2 separate regions of the Gossypium hirsutum genome follow, and region 2 is linked to region 1. The links are chromatin contacts, called in public Hi-C maps. All regions are on one chromosome and are shown on one strand. The core of a region is the stretch at or near the end of the contact, and the rest is flanking DNA. Distances in the headings are between cores, read along the strand shown. Region 1 holds the start of LOC107886348. Region 2 holds the start of LOC107886345 (gibberellin 2-beta-dioxygenase 6).

Region 1 (3,384 bases), core at 363-2,862:
AAAGGATAAGTAGCATTAACATTCACGAAGTACGTTTTTTTGTTTATTAGCACCGACACTTTCAGCAAAAGTTGAGTGTATAATCCTCCTTACTGTGCCTTTTTAGATAATAACACGATTTCCATCCATCTGAACTTTATGCCATTTCATATAAGGAAATATCACCCAACAAATTTAACTGAATTTCTTTTAGTGAACATTAATAGTCTGATCACAAGATTAATTAAAAAAAAACTAAACCAGAACACTGTAATACAGAAGATAGTTTTATCGGAATAAAGGTCTACCTGTACAAGGTAGAACGACTAAAATTATGCCTTAAAAACTTTGCAATGCGTTCGAGTGATCGGCATAAAATGGGAATCAAAGCAACTGCAGTGAAGGTCCATATCAATTCATCATACTACATAATAATAAAGAGAATTCCGGAGCAAAAATGTAAAAAGTGTTTATGAGCAGAAGAATGCTTACATTTAAGGCAAAGATGTGAAGTGACAAATGTAAGGCAGTAGATAAAGTAGATAAAATCTTTGGTTGCAATTACTAATTGAAAATACACTTGAACAACTTGTAAAGTCCATGCTCTTGGCCTCTACATAACATATAGAATAGGTTCAACAGAAAAAACTATCATATATATATTTGAAAAAAAGAATGGCTGGATTATTATTAAAATTAAAACAAGGCCTGGACTCTCTCAAAACAAAAGAAACTAAAACAGGCAACCCAAAAAAAAAAAAAGAAGGTAAAGAAACAATGTAACCCAGCCACCCAAACAGGCACTTTCCTTATCCATAAAACTATCATATATTTACCAAATGTATGACAAGTCAGTAGAAATATGTTTACCCTATATAGTGCATACAAAGAGTATACAGAAGAACAAGCAGTGCCCATAAATGAAAGCCGATAAGCCCTATTTGAAAGACTTTTAGGGACAAGTGGAAAGATGGCAAGCACAGCCACAATAAAAACTTGCAAGATAAAAAATAAAAGTAAGGAAAAAAGAATCTAACAAAAATATGTACATGAAGTCAAAAATGGCCCAAGTTACAAGACTAGCAATTGACTAAATATTACATATTATAAATTTAATTATACATTAACAGCCAATCAACTCCTCGACAAGGTGGTCTTTCTATGGCAGATGCAAGAATAAAGAGGGAAATAAAATGCACTCTTTACTCATTTAAAAACAAAAAAGAGGGATAAGAAGGCAAGAATCATCTGCTAATATACAAACGTTTTGATCTATCGATTTGGTCATATGAATCTAAATATATTCCAAATTCCACAAGGAGCAAAAAAATATATAGTAAAATGATTATGTGATCACAAATTCTCAACTGGATTTATTTTCTGCATAGATTTACAACACAGAGATAGGAGAGAAGAAAAAAACAAAATTACTGCAATTTCTCTCACTAGATATATAGAGAAAATACATAAAAAAATCATTTATAGCTCATATACCAATAAAAATAAAATATAAAAAAAGATCATCAATGGATGAGATAGGTAATTGCCAGAGCAAGTAAAAGGAGAATGTAAGCGATTCCTTGATCAATGGCAGTACCATCGTTGGACGGAAGTGGTGCAGGCGATGAACCCATGGCTTAACCCCAGAAAAGAAAGCATACCTTTTCAATTGACAGTTTTAAACGAGGAAGACCTTACAACAGAAGGAGCTGAATACCTTTCTACAACTTTCCTTTCCCTTGTAGGTCTATCATTACTAGGCGTCACTGCCTCTTTCTTCTCAGCCGAACCTTGACCAGATTTCCTAGAACTCCCCTTTCTACTACTACCTTTGACCTTTTTAATCCCTTCATCTTCACTCTCTTCTTCTTCCTCCTCCCCCCTCTTCTCTTCCTCGTTCTCCTTCTCTTCAACTTCCATTTGTTTCTCCAAATCCTTAATAGATCGAGAGAAAAGGAGTAGCTATGGAGGGTAAATTCAGTCAGTGAAAGGAAAAAGATTTTGGGGGCAAATTTTGAGAGTAAACGGGGAAAAGAAATAAGTACATAACTTTTATTTGAGGGATTTGGTTAACGAGCGGGGAACCAAAAAATAATTTTTTGGGGTGAGCGGGATTTTCCTTTTTTTTTTATAAAAAATAATGGCTTGGATTTTTTTTGCGGCGTTTTCGCTAAAAACGGGACTATAATTCAATTTTTTTGCGGCATTTTATCCCAAAAATGTCACTATTGCTCAATTTTAATTTTCTTTTCATTTTTAACATATTTTTTTCTATTTTTTCCTTTCACAATTTTTGTGTTGAGATTATCATTTTTTGGAATTTTTTTTAAATTTTGAATATTGATCTTTTTAACTAAAATATGGATGAAAATTTTAAATTTTAAATATTAAATTTTTAAGTTTTTTATTTTTGATTTAATCATAGACATTTTAAAAAATAAATACATCAATATATTTTTATATTGAATAAATATAAATATTTATGTATGCAATAAATAAATATAAAATGATGTTATATCAATAATTGTGTTAATAATTTACAAGAACTAGATCAAATTAAAGTTCATATATACAATTGCACCCTGATCCCTATATTTATCCCTAAACACTGAAAATTAAACCCTGATCCCCAAACACCAAACCTTAAATCCTAAATCATAAATCCTAAACCTTAAAATAATAAATATTATATCATAACCCCTATCCCCTAAACTCTAAACCATAAAACATAAACCATAAACCCTTAACCCCAACCCTTAAACCATAATTAGATATTTAATTATATGTATACACCTAAATTTTGATAGAGATACATCTCAGAATTATATATGAATTTCGATTTAATGTGTAATTGTAGATGTGAAATTCTAATTGTGGTTTAAATGTATAATTGAAACTTTAATTTTGATTTAATCATATACATTTTAAAAAATAAATACATCAATATATTTTTATATTGAATAAATATAAATATTTATGTATGCAATATATAAATATAAAATGATATTATATCAATAATTGTGTTCATAATTTATGCTTTTGGGATTTAACCCATTGCACAATAAACCATTGTTCATGTATACTTTTGGGATTTAACCCATTTTGATATATATATTTTTTTAAAATAATAATTTATATTTATCTTATTTAGATTTATATTATAAAAAAATCCAAGATACACAAGTTAAGTAGTTTACCATATTTATCTCTAAACCCCAAACCCCAAACCCCAAACCCTAAACTCTAGGCCCTAAACACTAAACCATAACCCATAAACTAAATTACTTTTTTGCGGCGTTTTTCAAAAAGCGCAGCTAAAACCTCGATTTATAGTGACGTTTTTCCAAAAGCGCCGCTAAAACCTGATCTATAGCGGCGTTTTTCGAAAAGCGCCACTAAAACCTC
Region 2 (3,384 bases), core at 411-2,910, 230 kb after region 1:
CTAACTATGAGAAATTTCTTCCACATTCGGTCATGGATAAGAGATGAGAAAAAGATGAAGACAACGACTCATTTTTTGTTTCTTTAAATTAATATATATAATTTGGTAAAATTGTAATTATTAAGACTTTTTAAGATTAAACCTTAATTAAACTATTACTAAGTATAATTAAGCTTCCTTAATATGGATGATAACATTATCATCCATCAAACATAGAAAGACATTGGTCTAAATACATATTTGGACCCTTGAAGAATTAAAAATCATATAGTGTATAACTTTTATAATTTTTACAATTTAGTCATTTTTCTTTAATTAAATAACCAAACGTCAAAATTATTGAACCAAATCCTAATACAACACTTTAATAACTTCGTAAATATTAAATAAATAATATTTACGGGCTCACATGTCGGAATTGTGATCCTGAAATCATTGTTTTCGACATCATTGAAAAAAGGTTGTTTCAATCAGTATGTTGTGTCACGATAAGGAACTCCCTGACATCGCGATGTTAACCTAAATTTTTGAAAAATTTACAGTTTAGTCTTGATTCGAACTTAGGTTAACAATAGAGCTTTAGTAAGCTCGTTTAAGACCCGGGAACAATTGTACATTGTATTATATGCATGTATTGACTGAAATTAATTATTTAATGGTATAATTTTTTTGTTAGTTTGAACGTAGTTGCTCCGACAATAAATGTGATACTTTACAACTTGAATCTGACGACGGGATCGGATATGAGATATCACATTACTAGCATCACTTATTTAAATGAAACTTTAGTTAGATTAAATTTTAAAATTGGAAAAATCTTATATATTATAAATTCTTAATTCCAACTTGCTAAAGAACCCAAAGGTTATTCTGCTGCTGCAAGAAATAATCCAATGGTAATAAAAAGCAATTTTAAAGCCTACTGATTAAGGTCTAGATCTTTTATTTTAAGTTTTTCCTGTCGGATGCTTATTGCAAATGGATGCTTCATTCAAGAATCAGTATAAAATTTTAAGTTAAATTAATTTCCATGGTTTCCAAGTTGGATTGGGCAGGTATAAAAAAAGTCAGCTCCATTCTCAACGGTGTTGCAATTTGCTAAATATCGATATCCCTGCTTTTCATATTTATATATAAGTATCGAGTTTTGTTATTCGGATTTAAATATAAACATTTGTGTAATTTATAAGTATATTCTTTTATTTTTAAACAAATTTATTATGTGCTTTGAATATTTTTAAATAGATATAATATCACATCAACATTTTAATTGGGAGACTATTTAATATATTTTCGGGACATAAATCTCACTAAATAATGACATGGCATCTTATTATTAAATAAAATATAAAAATAATAGAGGACTTATAAATGAATTTTGATAACTTTATTTAAATAAAATTAAATAATTAATCATAAATAAATGTTAAAACTCTAAACTTCTAGACTTAAGCCTTTAAACTCAATATCCTAAATTTGAAATTTATTAATATTTTTTAATAATAATTATTCCTATTTATTTATGTTTAAATAAAATTATTAGTATTTATTTATTAATAAATACATTATACTTATACATAAAAAAAATTTATTCCTATCTTAGAACGTAAGAGGAAAAAAAGGTAAAAACCGAACGCTTCTTCTGTTTTTTTCTGGAAACATGGTAGAGTTTAAAACTAAAAAGAAAAGAAAAAGTAAAAAATTTCCAATGGCCAATTGGTAAACAAAGTAATGCTCCATTATTCATGTTAAAAGGAACTTTCACCATGTAAACCAAGCTTCAATAAAATAAAAAAGAATGGAGGGAGGGAGGTTTGGTTCGAAGCTTCTTACCATTATCCCACCTGCCAAATGCTTAACGCTCTATTTTCTTTTAGTCATTACTTGATACTCTAATTGTACCAACTTAAACATGTTCTCTTTCAGACAATTAGGAGTGAAACGCTCTTCTTTTGACATCTGTCAACATTTGGTAGCTTCTCACTTGTTCTCTTGCTTTTTAGGTTCATTGTCTTCCCCAAACTCCCTCTCCGAATCATATATAAAGAGAGTTTCCCCTTCACGTTTTCACCATGCACCTCACCTCTAGGAAGTATATTTTCATTTCTATAGCAATGACCAACTCAGACCCACCTCTCCTTAACCATTATGGAGCAATTTTTTCAAGCCACTCACCTCAACTCGATGTCACTAAAAACAGACTTGTCATCGAAGAATGCCAACTTCCTTTGATTGACTTGAGTGGTCTAAGCAATCACGACGAAACGGTTCGCCGAGCTTGTGTTGCAGCCATATGCGGCGCATCATCAGAATGGGGATTTTTCCAAGTGTTGAACCATGGGATTAGCCCTCAACTAGTTGAGAAAATGAGAAGTGAACAAGTGAAGTTGTTCAAAATACCCTTTGAAAGGAAAGCTAGTTGTGGACTTTTGAATAATTCTTACAGATGGGGAAGTCCGAGGTCTACCTGTCCTAAACAGTTCTCATGGTCTGAGGCTTTCCATATCCCTCTTACCAAGGTTTCAGATGAAGCTTGTTATGGAGAGTTTATATCTTTAAGGTAATACAAACATGGACGCAATTAATAATATGTCTAAACTGCTAAAAAAAAACAGCCATAACATTGCGTTGCAGCCGCTGTTTGCATCCCAAGTGCTAACAAATAAAACGTTATCCTCTGGTTTTCTACAGGGCAGTGATGATAGAATTTGCAGCTGCCATGTCGAAACTTGCAGGATTTCTAGGAAGCGTTTTGACAGCGAATTTGGGACATGGAAAGGAAGTGATCAAGAATTTATGCGACGAAGGCACCTGCTTCCTTCGCCTGAATCACTACGCGGCCTGTCCGATATCTCCGGAGATTTTGGGTTTAGTGCGCCACATCGATAGTGATTTCCTCACAATTCTATGTCAAGATCAGGTAGGAGGACTTCAACTCATGAAGGACTCCAAGTGGGTAACTGTCAAACCTAACCGAGATGCTCTTATAGTCAACATTGGCGACCTCTTCCAGGTAAAAGAAACTAAAGCAGAAATATCCCATGTAAATGGAATCAACTTTTCATTCACTGTGTGTATAATTATCTAATTCACATCTAAAATTCTACAGGCATGGAGCAATGGTGTTTACAAAAGCGTGGAGCATAAGGTGGTGACTAATGCAAAGATGGAGAGATACTCCATAGCTTATTTCCTGTGCCCCTCTTACGATTCTTCGATTGGGAGCTTCAAAGAACCTTCAATCTACAGAAAATTTACTTTCAGGGAATATAGAGACCAAGTTCAAGAAGATGTAAGAAAAACCGGCTACAAGGTTGGCCTTCCACGGTTTCTAGTTAGTGGGAGAGGGGATTTAATTACAGGAAACATGGAGTAAAAACCCGG

What was found. Hi-C and Micro-C count contacts between places; a contact is called where the count stands out from the background.
Region 2: a contact with region 1 is called in a Hi-C map of fibers, with 2.5 times the contacts expected there. The contact joins the promoter of LOC107886345 here to the promoter of LOC107886348 in region 1. A contact is called at or near these places in 2 of 34 Hi-C or Micro-C datasets (fibers and leaf).

Annotation. Positions count from the first base shown.
Region 1 is chrA03:73,001,102-73,004,485 of Gossypium_hirsutum_v2.1, forward strand. LOC107886348 reads right to left here and starts at 1,613. Exons shown (of 9, transcript XM_041095072.1): 1 at 1,527-1,613; 2 at 850-1,011; 3 at 472-592; 4 at 288-372. The coding sequence starts at 1,613.
Region 2 is chrA03:73,234,391-73,237,774 of Gossypium_hirsutum_v2.1, forward strand. It overlaps LOC107886345 (gibberellin 2-beta-dioxygenase 6), which reads left to right and starts at 1,661. Exons shown (of 3, transcript XM_016810264.2): 1 at 1,661-2,560; 2 at 2,692-3,013; 3 at 3,110-3,384. The coding sequence starts at 2,073. The coding sequence ends at 3,376.